Regions from separate parts of the Zea mays genome. Here all the other regions are linked to region 1. Evidence: chromatin contacts called from public Hi-C data. All regions are on one chromosome and are shown on one strand. Each heading gives the region's core, a stretch centred on a gene start, on an enhancer-like site or on the middle of the called end of the contact. The rest is flanking DNA. Distances are from core to core; before and after follow the strand shown.

The links. Hi-C and Micro-C count contacts between places; a contact is called where the count stands out from the background.
Region 2: a Hi-C map of ear shows a contact between it and region 1, with 2.2 times the contacts expected there. The contact joins the promoter of LOC100282504 here to the promoter of LOC100383665 in region 1. A contact is called at or near these places in 5 of 25 Hi-C or Micro-C datasets (ear, endosperm, leaf and 1 more).
Region 3: a Hi-C map of root tip shows a contact between it and region 1, with 4 times the contacts expected there. The contact joins the promoter of LOC103649954 here to the promoter of LOC100383665 in region 1. A contact is called at or near these places in 5 of 25 Hi-C or Micro-C datasets (ear, leaf, leaf mesophyll and 2 more).

The regions. Positions count from the first base shown.
Region 1 is chr3:36,200,405-36,205,269 of Zm-B73-REFERENCE-NAM-5.0, forward strand. LOC100383665 reads right to left here and starts at 2,112. Exons shown (of 7, transcript NM_001366830.1): 1 at 1,448-2,112; 2 at 825-918. The coding sequence starts at 1,668.
Region 2 is chr3:36,413,511-36,418,375 of Zm-B73-REFERENCE-NAM-5.0, forward strand. It overlaps LOC100282504 (epoxide hydrolase 2), which reads left to right and starts at 2,929. Exons shown (of 4, transcript NM_001366433.1): 1 at 2,929-3,223; 2 at 3,334-3,516; 3 at 4,616-4,857. The coding sequence starts at 3,071.
Region 3 is chr3:35,991,436-35,996,300 of Zm-B73-REFERENCE-NAM-5.0, forward strand. It overlaps LOC103649954 (protein TPR1), which reads right to left and starts at 2,788. Exons shown (of 25, transcript XM_008675649.3): 1 at 2,348-2,788; 2 at 1,112-1,291; 3 at 875-988; 4 at 211-369; 5 at 1-118. The coding sequence starts at 2,427.

The sequences.
Region 1 (4,865 bases), core at 862-3,361:
TTACCCTTCGGGAAGCCATCTTGGCAAAAGATAACCATCAGAGGAGAAACTAGAAAGGAAATGGTACTTGTGCAGTTGTGTTTTTTGCACAGAACAAGAAACTGTGATACGTCTCTTTCTTGGACCTTGGTTGTACTACTGCAGCATATGTTTAGAGTTTGATTGCTTATGCAATAGGGGCTAACTGTAGACCTAGCACTTTCGAGTTTTGACCAATACTGGGATTGGATTAAAACCAACGTACCCAATGGTAATCCGGTCTATGTTATGGGCATCGCTGCTGTATTCTGGCCATTTGGAAGACCAGGACTGCAGTCTATTCTTGACAAAAAGAGGATTAAATCTCCTACTGAGATTATATGTGTGATGTGTTCTTTTATTACATATTGGGCAGGGCCAGGGCTACGGAAGTCGGAGATGGAGAAGCAGATTCTTCAAGGTGAGGAGACCATCAAAGCGATTGCTCTTCTATTTCATCAGCAAGACATGAAGACTCAAGCGCAAGAAGAAAGACAAATGCTGGTCATGTCCAGGAGATGTCAGTTTGCTCAGCCTGTGTGCTGCTAAGGCCAAGGCCCATGTATTTGGAACTTCGTTGGCATTTTTTTGGTTTTGTTTGGAGTAGTTCGTTCTCCTTATGGGTGGGTTGTTTCCCCCTGATGGCTGTTCCCTGGGTGTGCAGCATCAGGGTGGTCGTGAGACTTCACTTTCGTTCTGTTTGCTACGTTCTAAAACTTTGTAATTTCGATACTATCATAATGAAATTTGGTTTTTACCGTTGTGGAAAAACAAAAATGTATCAATAATTAGAGATAGGCACGTACGCTGACTTCAACGCGATGATCCGCCTCGCTAGCTTGTTTAAGCTTGTCTGATGTATCCTTCACTAGTTGTGTTATGTGTTGCCGTGTTTTATGTCTGCGATCAACAGCAGGTGATAGTCAGTAGACACATCAAGACAATTAGAACTTGTTAGCCTATATTTGGGCATAATTGAAGTTACTACTAATTCAATTTCAAAATATAACACAAAATGAGCAAGGGGTGCATAAGAACTGATTCAGATGACCTAATGAATCCATGTAGGTCATATGGCTTGATTTGCTCAATTCAATGGCTGATGACTAAGTATCAGCTAAAGTAGGCATCATCAAGAGCTATAACGTATGGACTTAGCAAATCGATTTACGGAAGCAATCTCTAAAAAAATAATAAGAGAAAATTAAACCCCAAGCAACCACCACTGGCAACTGTAATCGAAGTATCGACCACTTGCAACAGGAATCGATGCATCCATAGCAGGGACGAAACCTAAGCCGTAATTATACAGGCGCCAGGCGGATCAAAGCCGGAGCGGACCGAGTCCGCGAAATCAAAACGGATGGGGGTTGAGGCAAGGCAATCAAAACAGATTGGAGGTGAGGTAAGGCAGGAAGGCGGGACGTACATCCTGTCGCGGAGGTCGGGGGTATCCTTGGGCGTGCCGAGCGTGTTGACGAGGCGCTGGAACGTGGCAACCGCGGTGTTGATCTGGAAGACGCCCGACGCCACGGCCTGCGACGCGCCGGCGCCGGCGCCCCCCGCCCCCGCGGGGCCCCTGCCGTTCCTCCGGCCGCCGCCGAGCGGCGCCCCCCGGACGTGCCCCGCCTCCAGGTCCTGGAAGCTCATCCTCTCCTTCCGCTGCCTCTGCCTGGCTACCGACCCGGTCGAATCGTCGCCCCCGCCGGTCGAATCGAGGCTCTGAGCAGGAGATGGGATCCGAATCGGCGTCTCGCGAGGCCGGCCGCGAGAGGGGCGAATTGGAATTGGGGGACCGGGTCTAGCCCTCCGACCTTCTCTCTATTCTCTTCTCTTGTGTTTCGTTTCGTGTGGCGTCGGATAGATTGGGGATTCCGGAATTCACTCGCGGCGCGCAGGGGAAAGGACGGGACGAAAGAAGGTCTGTCGTCGCGGGCTCGCGGCAAGCTTCCAAGCCACAATCCAGTAATCCAGGTTGGTTCGTTGCCTTGCCTTGCCCGCCGGGTCGGGCGCTGGAAGCTGGGCCGCGACCGCGACGTCGCGTACGCGGTGCTCCTGATTCTGGCTGGGTTTGAAATTGCTTCGTGGGTCACGCGCGCCGGCGGCTGTCGCATCGACTGGGTCGTCTCTTTATCGACGGCCAGTTAAAGTTAAGGTAGAGTCAGAACTAAAACTATCTCCAACTATATCTAAAAAGCCTGTTTGATTGGCTTCTCCCCCGTAGCCTAGCTGCATGAGCTAGGATTGCGGGAACCTGGCTCCAGAGATACGACCAATTTACTCGTCTCTGCAGAGTTTGGTTCAGGGTACTTTTAAGTATCGTGCGAGTCTGGTTTCACATCTACACGCAGGTAACCAAACATACACCTCGCACGTGTAGAGCCTGGTTGACAACAACCAAATATCAGCTCATTGCATCCCGCCATACAAGCACCAGCAAATACAGGCAACCAAACACATAGTAAACTTTGATTTAGCCATTTAGTATATCTTTAAAAAAAAACTACGATCCAACCGTTTTCTAAATTAATTCTGATATTTAAGCATATCCAAAACCAGTGTTTCTTCTCCTCAAACTTGCTCTCCTCTTCCGCATTCCCAACCAAAGAATTGGCGCCTAAATTTTGGTGCCTCGCACCGTTTTTCCATCAAATCGACCGTATTCCGCGCACCACACTAGACCACAACTGATTCGCGTGCCTTCCCATCACTACCACAAGCATTCTTTGGCAACAAAATTTTGGGCGAGGAACCCATCTCCTTGCTGCCCAAGCAGATCTGGCCGAGTATCCCGTCAGCTAAAAGAATCTGTTATGCCTTCTCTAAGGTAATCATTAGCCCATCTGCTCTCTCCATCCCTAGCTGTTTGGGTCTCTCTCTGAAATTCATAGATGCCCTGCTCCATGGATGCATGTGTCTAGTGTTTTTTCCATTAACTAATTTCCACGTGTTTGTATTTGTGGTCGGATGTTTCAAGTAATTTTTTCCATTAACTTGATTGGCCACGTTATGGATAGATAGATGTTGGGGGCTACTGTTGGGGGCCTTCGGCTCCCGAAGGTCCTCAAAAACACAGTTTGACAATGTTTTCCAAGTGTAAAATGTGAACAGACACCTTCGGAACAGGCACCTTCGGAGTCAGGTCGCGAATATACAAGGACATGTTTAAGACGAAGCTGGAATGAAAAGCGGTCATGACGAAGGATAAGACGGTCATGAAGCCATATGCAGAAAAGCTTCGGCATAACGGCAGAAAAGAGGAACCGACTTAAAGATAAAAAGCCAAATTGGACCTTGAAGGATTACTATAGAGTTATTGATAAATGTAAAGGGCATCAATGTAATTTTACACGGGCTGCGTCCCGTGCCTATAAATAGGTGAACAGTACTCTCGTACTGTTCACGCTGACTGGGCACACGTCTTTTTGCATCACGACTTGTACCTTTGCCTTACATCAGTCTGAAGGTACATTTGTAATTCGTTTTCATGAATTTAATAATGGAAATGTATTGATGATAATGCTGGTATTATTACTTTCGCACTTTATATATATGTTTATTCTGTTTACTCATTTACCAACTTAACGAAGGTCTTTTCCTTCGTAACCTTCGTTATATTATGTTTATATCCTTCGTCCGAAGTTCATTAAACCCTCGAGGAGATAATGCTTCAGCGGACGAAGGGTATTTAATACTTAACATCTTCGTGTTGTCTTGTTCTTGATTTATAGCATTTGAGAACAAGCCCCCAACAATAGATAGAGACAAGTGTTCTATGGTTGTAGAATGCATATAACTACTATATCAACTAGTATATGCTATCGAAGTGATTTCTTTGTTGCCAGGTATCCTGATTTTATACTCTAAATTGAGCCAATACAATACTTTTGCATATGTTTATTAGTTATACGAATTATGGTACCAGCAAGTACAAACAGACATTTGTATAATGTGCCAATTAATATTGAGAATATTGTTCACATAATCACATCTTCATATATGAACTAGGTGAGTGCCCGTACGTTGCAACGGAAACATATAATACCACGATAATTTATATACAAATATGTTGTATTGTTATTAGAAATTGATTCGAACTTATCTTGTCAGCAATACTTTCAAGAAGGTCTAGATCGGTGGTAGGAGAACCAGTCGATTTCTTCAGCTTGAGGAAGACGATAGGTGGCAGAACATGGCTGGAAATTTCAAGCTATGCAGTTTTTGATAGTTCTGCAAATTGAATATAAAGAGTGTTGAGATGGTGGCCACCAGTTCGTTACACTGTAAATTAGAAACCGTGATGTATCTCAAATCATAAGTTCACCAAAAATATCATGGCTACAAAAGATAAGTGTATCTCAAATCATGATAAAACATACTCTACAAACAATAAACCGTCATGGCTATAAAAGATTAGGATTTGCAACAAAAGAGGGAAAAAGGGATGAATTGCCATTCAAAGTTCACCAGAGATATCAAAATAAAAGGAACTGTTATCTACCAGCATTACCTTCTCAGCTATATCAGCAAACTTGAGGAGAAACTATTATCTACCATTCAAAGTTGTTGCTGGAATTATTGATTTGCTAGCAAGAGGGGAGTCAATGCATTCTGGGACATCTGCTTATGTTGTTCCACAAAGGTCTCAGTTTATAGGAGAACATAAGCTTGGACCATCTGAATTTGGGCACCAATTACCTAATTTCTTAAATAATAAAAAAATGTTGGCATGATGGATTTTGATAACTTTGGCAGTTCATTGCAGATTCAGCCTAATCTAGAAAGACTCTCTCTATACCACAGAGATCCACAAGGTCAAATTCAAGGCTACTAAATCATTTTTGTAA
Region 2 (4,865 bases), core at 1,679-4,178, 210 kb after region 1:
CAGGAAACCAGCCAATCAGAGATTCTGTAGCCGTTGCACTGTTCACTGTCCGTTGTGCACCGGACAATCCGATGCACCCACGGACAGAAGGCAACCAGGGCCTTCCAAATGGAGCTCCAACGGCTCCTAAGTCCCTTGGGGGTATAAAAGGGACCTTAGGTGCATGGAGCTCTACATCAAGCATCATTTGAACATCCTACAACATTAAAGACACTGCGACCACACTTTTGCTTTGATAGATTGAGATTCGAGCACGTGTTTTGAGTTGTAACTCCACTGCATTGTCTCTTGTGCTCTCCTCTCGACTTGTGTGCGTGTACAACTATGATTTTGTCTCTTGTGTGTGTTTCTACTCCCCCTTACTCTTGTAGGTTATTTGAGATCAATTGTGTAAGGCGTGAGAGACTCCAAATTGTGGAGGTTCCTCACAATGGGAAAAACTTGAGATAAGAAAGAGAACTGTGGTACTTAAGTTGATCATTGGATCACTTGAGAGGGGTTGAGTGCAACCCTCATCCATTGGGACGCCACAATGTGGAGTAGGCAAGCATTTTACGCTTGATCGAACCACAGGATAAATCGTCGTGTCACTTGTTTACTTTACCTTACTGTGATTCTATTCTTTCTAGCTCTTCCCTTCACTTGTAATATTGCTCTAAGTTTAATACTCATCTTGTGAGAGCAATTAAGTGAAGAAGTCGTCACCTCTCACACTCTTCATTTTAACTTGGTTTTCAATCTCACTAATCAATTTTAGACCAAGTTGGTCTTGTTGAGCTGTTCATTACAGGATCACCTATTCACCCCCTCTAGGTGCTCTCACCTATTCACCTCTCTCTAGGTGCTCTCAAAACTTACCCAATTGGTTAAACTAGTTAGTCTATAATGTTGTGATGGTAATCAAACATCAAAACTAATATAGAAATGGCTTAAAGACCATTTCCCTTTCAAAAGGAATGAAAGAGACCCGGTTCTTTGTGAACCCCTCAATGGGGACATATGTTTATTTGTGGAACCAACTCCGGTTAACAAATCTTGTGTCCCTTATGTATTATCGTTCCCTACTTGCATTTGCCTTGTCCCATTTGAGCAATACTTGCTTTATTCCCCATTTGAGATTTATCTCTCTTATATCTTGTTGCTACCTTGTATTCTGCACCTAAGTTTTTCTAGCAACATAACAAGTCATTTACATTGGCAATATTGTCTTGTTCTAATCACTCAAGTTACAATATTCTGATCGAAGTTGATTGCTTGAGTTAAGATTTTAGGATTCACCTATTCACTCCCTTTAGGCAACTATCAATTGGTATTAGAGCCCGACACTTCATTTGAGGGACTAACAACCCAAAGTGATGTGGGAGGGGGGAACAATTTGAAGTTGAAAAAGAACAAGATAGTCCCATTGGTAGACAACAAGGATAAGGACAATGAGTCAATGCACTCAAAGAAGCCCCACAAGTGTAAGGACTCCAAGAAGTCGAAAAAGAAGATCAAGATCTACGACGAGGACGAAGCCTCTACATCAAGCTCAAGTAGCGAGGATGAGTCTATCTACATCAAGCAACAAAGGAAAAATAAAACAGTTTATTCTAACTATTCTAGCATATCTTTCAATTATAATCATATTCCTTCAAATACCACCACCCCTCTATTATTTGTTTCACTTGAAAAACCTCCTCAATTTGATGGAACAAATTATTCCAGGTGGAGCCATAGTATGATAGGACACTTATGCTTACCCCATCCAAATATTTGGTATATTGTTGAAGTAGGAATGGAGTTGCCCGATAGCGACGATGAGGACTTCCAACAACTAGAAGTGCAACAAATAATAAATCACAATGCCTACTCTTTTTGCGGTAGAGATAGAAACAATTAGACAAAATCTAGTTTGCACATTATTATTTAGTTATTTACATAGTTTTTGTTTAGGAGATTTATTTGTAGTCTAATTAGCGTTTTAGAAGTTCTAATTTACTTCCTCTTAAACGTCCGTGTTTCTTTCATGACCTACAAGTCTACAACCAAAACAACTTGCATATTCCGTTAGTGACTAGGTTAATTACCAGTTCCACACCGCGAGTTCTATACTAGCTGCTTCAGGCTTCAGCTCTACCAGTTGGAGTGTAGGACTGTAGGAGGAGGTAGAAAAGGTAGCCGCGTCTCCACGATAAGGCTACCCGCAGTGGAGGACCAGGTGCTGGACTCTATCCCATATAGCGTAAAGAAACACCTGCAGCGGGTGACTGGGTGCTAGACTCTACGCGTGATTGAGCTGCAAATGTAGAATTTGGACGCACATGCGCTAAACGAGGCATGCAAGCAAGCAGCCGACGGAGGCAGATGCATGCATGCACGCGGAGGTGGGGAGGCGGGCCCACATGCATGCACGCGGCCGTTCACAGCACATGCATGCACGCGGAGTGGGAAAAAATATAATATAATATATGGTAGTTGGTATAGGGTTGGAATATAGAGTAAATATGAGTGCGGAGGATTGTGGTATAGAGTGTTGATCAGGACAGAATATTCTTTTTAGGGTAGAAATTTAGAGTAGTATGAGTGCGGATAGCCTAACGAGGAAATCGAGCAGCGGCACCAGGGCCCAGGCCAATCCCAGGAAACCGGAAGCTCGAAAGCTGCCAAGCCCTCGCCGTCCTGCCGCCCACGGCTTACCGCTGCCGCCTGCCGGCCACCCCACCCAATGAAAATCCGCATATACTGTAGTACTCCGTTTCGCCCGCGCCGCCCATCCGTTCGGCTGCCTCGCACGCCCCAAAATCCCCTGCTGCGCCTCCAAAGCCAGCAGCCGGCAGGTCCCGCTACAAAAGCAGGCGGCATGCGCGTGCGCGACAGGTAGCAGCTGCCTGAGCCAGTGCGCTTCGGTGAGCAGACAGGACGGCATAGGATAGAGATGGCGGCCGCGGTGGAGGGGGTGCGGCACCGAACGCTGGAGGCGAACGGAGTGCGCCTGCACGTGGCGGAGGCTGGGCCCGAGGAGGGCAGCGCCCCAGTGGTGCTGCTCCTTCACGGCTTCCCGGACCTCTGGTACGGCTGGCGCCACCAGATGTCCGCCCTGGCGGCGCGCGGCTACCGCGCCGTGGCCCCGGACCTCCGCGGCTACGGCGACTCCGACTCCCCGCCTGATGCGTCCAGCTACACCACCTTCCATGTCGTCGGGGACCTCGTCGCGCTCATCTCCGACCTCGGCCAGCGGCAGGTTTTACTGCAGCAATCCGTTCGATTCGTTGCACAAAACTGCGAAGCAGACACGGTACGTTGGCTTATTCGCCCTCTTTTTTTTTTGATCGGGTTCTCTGTTCGCTGCAGGTGTTCGTGGTGGGGCACGACTGGGGAGCCACCGTGGCGTGGCAGCTTTGTCTGCTTCGGCCGGACCTGGTGCGGGCGCTCGTGAACCTAAGCGTCGTGTACCACCCGCGGCGGCCGGAGATGAGCCCGCTCCAGGCCATCAGAGCTGCCTGCGGCGAAGACCACTACATGTGCCGCTTCCAGGTAAACAAGTGGAGTACTGTGCTTCCTTTCCCATTACATACTGCTACCGCAGCTCCTATGGGCCAGGCAGGATCAATCAATGGTCTTATTTATGATGACTAGTCATGTTCCGTCCTCTGCTCTGATAACCATTGGTTCGGGCATTTGTCATTTTTTGTTGACTCGTTTAGTTTGGAGAGCAGATTGGTTCGATGGATACTGGAACGATTACTTGGTGCCTCAATTTGACTCTGTCCCGTAAAAAAAAGGAACAATTGGATCTATACCATTAAAAGATCCAAACTTTAGATATATACCATGGACCCCACATGTCATTGACTCATGTGGACCCACATGTAAGTGAGATAGTAATAGTATGGATCCAAAGTGGTGATCTTTTAATGGTATGGATCCAAATTTCCCAAAAAAAAATTCTCCTAGCTGTTAAGGAAGGGTCGGATTCGGTACCCCGCACACATAATAGTGGGAGTGACCATAAACAGCTAGGAATATCCACAGTTGCAGATAGATAATGGCGACGAAATAAATGCTAATTAGAAACTTTTGGTTTGAAAAATGAAACACAGCCCATAGACTTAATTCAGAGGAGGTTAGCAGATCATTTGATACAAACTTGAATACTTAGTCCCTAGATGTCTTATTTTAAGAGAATATGTTTCCCTACAATAAATTGATTTTAGTGCAGTAACTGTTATGTGCAAGGTTTCTTCTCTTGATATAATGATACACCGCTCTGCATGTTTGAGGAAAAAAAAACGGTTTTGTGCAAGGTTGCATATAACAGTATTGTTTAATGGAAATATCAGGTCTTCTTTGGAGTTCTATCAACGAACATCAGCATGCAGCACCAGATCAGCTGTAAAACTTACCTATCAGATTGTCTCACTGATTTTAGTTGATTTAAATCTTCAAGGGAATAATAACTCTTGGATGTCGCTGTCTTGAAATCATCGACTTGGTCCCATTTGCATAGTCCAGTTGTGTGGAGCTAACTATTTTTTAACATATATGACATATTTTGTGTATATCAATGCCCCTTTAGATATGTTTTTTTTTCTAAAAAACACTGCACATTTGAATTACATAAGGATGCATACAGGAATTTGGTGTTGCTGAAGCTGAATTTGCTCTATATGACATCAAGTGGGTGTTTAAGAAGACATTTGGCATGCGCAAGCCAGCTCCTCTTATTCTGCCCAAGGACAAGAGCTTCTTTGACTCTCTTGATTCAGATGGAACTTGTCCTCCATGGCTATCAGAGGAAGATATTTCTTACTATGCAGAAAAATTTGCGAAAACAGGCTTTACTGGAGGACTTAACTACTACAGGTGCATAGACAGGTATGTGC
Region 3 (4,865 bases), core at 1,538-4,037, 210 kb before region 1:
TACAGATACCGGCGATGCACGAGCTCCATTGGGTGGAGAACATGTATGGTCGGTGAATAAAGTTTTGATATCTGGATTTGGACGAGGGTTCTTACAAAGCTGATGCTGCCAATTCAAGCTGCACATTTGGGGGGGAAATCAGTCACACTAAAAATATTGGAATGGAAACAGAATATCCGTTAAAGTAACAGCATTAGATTACTTTCAAACCTTTGATTGATTAGAGTTCGGAGGCGTGATGCCTTAAGAGTAGGGAAGACAAGTTTTTCCCGGAAAAGGGGGTTTGCTTCAATAAGTTTTTTTAGCTCAACCAGCATAATACTTCGAGCTGATTTAGTATCCCCATACTTAGACAACTGTTCATTTTCCCTGCAAGCAACATTATTTGATAGTTTTGAGCTACAAATTGAAAACAGAAGCAGCAGGCTAAGGAATTATAATACTTGGAATAAAACACTGTAGGATAGTAATAAATATATTGTTAAGCAACTAACAAATTTCATTTTAAAAAATAATTTTTACAGGAAAATACAGCATAACATAAAAGCTACCAAATGAATATCTTAAACAAACCTCTATCATTTGCAATAAGCATCTGGCAGCTAACGAGTTATGCCGTTGCCGGCTTGCAGGCCTACTCAGCTAATGTATGTGTACCAGCTGCTTGCCATGGCTTCCTAATAGTTCATGATCTATTAGTAAATGTCCTATTTCATTGTCAGTGAAGATATATTAATTGCATTGCACCAAACAGGAGAGTCGTTTTCAATGTTTATCTTAAAGATCTAAGGGGTAACAAGGCTCTAAGAAATATTTATTTTAATGGTTTCTCAGCAATCTGATGCCATGGATTTAGAAAGCAAAAGGAACAAACCTAAAATTCTCAAGAGTGAGAAGTTGTGTTATCTCCTTATACAACTCCTCATTGAATGTCGAGAAGACTTTAAGATCCTTGACAAGAATATCTACAGCCTTTGCTCTATCATGCCTGTTTGGAACATAGAAAAAAGAAAAAAAGTCAGTACAATTTTACAATTCCCCAAACAATGGCACGAAATTCGAAAACCCAGCTCCTCATTCAAATGAAGTTTGAAATATGAAAGAACAGTACCTATCAAGCGCTTCCAAATACTTCTGCTTCCTGATCTCAAAGAAGATCTTCATCGAATACCTATTGTCATCTACCTTGGTGAATCCTGACAAGTATCTCTCCACCTCATCCCACTCCCCAGCATGGACCTTCTCCTCGAAGTACTTCATATTGAAGAAGAACCCTGACTCTTGCTCAAGCCTACAACACAATGTGAAGTAGGGAATTATTACATGTAGTAGAATATCAGCCCACAGGCAATTCCATTTCTGGGATAAAAGAACGTGGTACAACATCAGTTGTCAAATTTTCTCATCAATCAACAGAATGGGTACACTAAAGAGCTCATAACTCCAATGGTCAAAACTGAAAAATATCGAGTAACCACTTAAACCAGCCAACCACAATGCAAGATTTGAGCTTGGAAGTGATCCTAAACGACCAACCAAGTTCATGGCATTTATTGTGAAAAAGATCAGAAGCCACAAAGTACAGTTCTGACTAACCAACCGTGTGTTTTCTTCGATGCAAAAATTTGGAGCAAGCAGAGCAGAGTGCAGAACACATTGAAAACAGAACGTCCTACAAGTTCCAATTGCCTGGTTGAAATGACGTAATCCAGCAACATTACCGTCTAGTGCGTCGTTTACTGATTATTACCCGCAGGACACGACAAGGGGACCAAAGCGCCAGTACACCAAACAGAGTATTGATTTATAAAACTAATAACACGAGATTCATTTGTTCGACGAAATTAAGTGAACCGACAGAGAAGAGGAAGCCCAGTGGACACAAGAACCAGCGATGGGTGTAGTGACCCGCACATGCAAGCTCTATATTCCAAATGCGCCCCTGAATTTTTCCGGAATATAAAAAAAGTTGAGACCTTGAAAATCGATTTTTGGCCTGATTAAATAAAAACATCGACTGTCACGGAGAAAAGCACGAGGGGGGATAAAATGTCTTTTGACCTAAATAGCCCCCAAACTTCCATGTTATTACACGGTTCCTAACAAATCGAACGAAGCTTGAAAAAACTTATTTTTTCCAGCAGCAACTCGTCGAATCCCAGAAAGGAAAAGAAACGACTTAAAAAAAAACAGAGCCGCGTCTGGCCGGATTCATGAGAAAAAAAAAAAGCGGAAACAGGCTGCGCGACAAATCAAATCCCCTAGAGCGTAGAGGAGCCTGATCTCCAACCACTCACCAACCCAAGGTAACCACCGGCCGCGCAAAGAGAGGGGAGGGTGTACGCACTTGTGCACGGTCTCCTTGAACTTCTCCTCGTCGAGGAACTGCAGGATGAGGAAGACGAGCTCGCGGCTGAGCGACGACATGGCAGCGGCGGCGGTAAGCCGGCCAGTGGTCGATCCGCGCGCCCCGGAGCTTGTCTGGCGCCCCCGGGTCCGGAGGGCGCGGTCCTGGTGGCTTGGCCGCTCAGGCGGGCGCGAATCCTAGGGTTCCGTCGTCGGCCCGTCTCTCGCGAAGCGAAGCGGAGGCGAGAGAGAAGCGGAGATGTGGAAGAGAAGGTTGGGGGAGAGAGAGAAGCTATGGTCTCGCTTTCTTCGATGCGTTGCAGACCTCTCGCCCTTTTCTCTCTCCCCACGCCACCCAGCACTGGCTTATCTGTGAGAAGCACATGTCCTTATTGATAAGTGGGTAAGCTTATTGATATCTGCACGTACTTATATGATAGGTCGAGTGCGGCGGAATCGAAAGGGCTGGGATTAAATCGGATGGATATTCGTGAGCTGGCGTCCGGTTGTGAGGGCGACGTGCGCGCGAGACATCGCCTCGCGAGACAGGGGAAGGGCGGTGCTGGGGCTGCCGAGACGAGACGACACGAGACTGGCTTGCGTTTCCATGCGTGGTTGGTTGCGGACTGCAGGAAGGCAGTTTACATCCATCGCGCGTCTTCTCGGATCAGCAGCGTGCCAGTGGGAAAACAGTGGCGCACGGCACCGACTGAAGGAGATGAGGGCAGGTACATCCTAGAGACACTACAACGATTTTCTAATACAACACGATGCTAAGTGACTATACCATAGTTTTAAACCTCTGGATCATAAATATAATTAAAAGACAATAAATATAAAAAAATTGTGAAGATACGTGAAGAGTTTGCCTCTTTATTTTTTTACTTAAGTCTCTAAAGACTCTTTAAAAAGCATCTAATAAAATTGTACATGTCCTAACTAAGTGCAGGTTCACGTGCCCTGGGATCAATAGGCAGTTGTCTGTGTGTGCGGTATAATTGTCCATGTTGTGATGTAAAGACTTTTTTCTCTATAAGTTGATATGTTTAAGTTTACTATAAATATTTACTATAAAAATATCTTAGTACTTATTATATATTATAAATATTACTCTCTTATTCTTCTTTATAGAGGTTTTGTCTTTTAACATATACGACTTATATATATATATATATATATATATATATATATATATATATATATATATAGACGTATTTTTGTAACCAGGTGCATAGTAACTATAAAATCCAAAATAATCCATATTTTAACAACCTTCTTGTTGGAGACTTGTTCTCAAATGCTATGAGTTAAAAACAAGGCAACACAAAAAATGTTAAACGTTAAAGTCCTTCGTCCTTCGAAGCATTATTTCCCTTGGGACATAATGATTTTCGGACGAAGGTTATGAAGGACATACCTTCATAAGCACAAGATATAATAATAAAGAAGAAATCATATGAAGTGTAAGAGATAACATAAACAATTATGTATTGTTATCAACTCATTTCTATTTTATTATTATGGAAAAATGGAAATGATATCAAATTACAAATGTACCTTCGGCTTGAAAGAAGGTAAGAGTACAAGTGTGACGCAAAAGCAAATGTCAAGTCAGCGTGAACAGTACGGGAGCACTGTTCATCTATTTATAGGCATGGGACGCAGCCCATGTAAAACTACACCCATGTCCTTTACATTTACTAATGACTCTATAGTAACCTATCGAGGTCTGAATAGCCTTTTCCTTTTTAAGTCGGTTTCCTTTTCTGCTATAGTGCCGAAGCTCTCCTGCACATGGCTTCGGCTCTACGCCAACCTTCATGTTCTTTGTGCTTCTTCATACTGTGGATCTGATCCGAGTCCGAAGATACCTGTTCATGTATTATACTCCAAGAACATTGTTAAATCATGTTTTTGAGGACCTTCGGAAGCCGAAGGCCCCCAACAGTAGCCCCTCGCAATATTAATTTGTTAGAATGATAAATTCAGATTGCGATATGGACGAAGGCCCTAAGTCGAAGGTCCGAAAAACACCTTCCCTTTGCTAGAATAGCAACAGTCAATGACAAGTGGGGCCCTCCAGCTTGCAACGCACTAGGCGTATAAATAAGAGCACACCACGAGCTCATTTGGCACGCTTTTTGCCATCTGCTCTGCTTGCTCAATTTTTAGCTCTTGCCTACCAACGCTTGCTTGGCTTTTTAGATTTTCTAAGCTTCAGCTTTAAGAGCGCTTTTTCACCATTTCCGAAGAGAAGATGTCTCAAGATAAGAAAGTTATTGCTGAAACGAAGCTGAGCGAAGATGAGAAGCTTCTTAAGGAAAAAACCGCTGGATTCATCGAGTCAATTGCAAAGACCAACACAGAAAAGATTACAAAAGAAATTCTAGAAGGCTTATCTGAAGATACCGATGACAGCGATAGTTATGATGTGGAAAGTGGGGGCGAAGACTCCGAAGATCGGCAGTGGCGACCAAGTCACGCAGTCTTCGGAAAATCGACTATCAGGCAAAGTCATC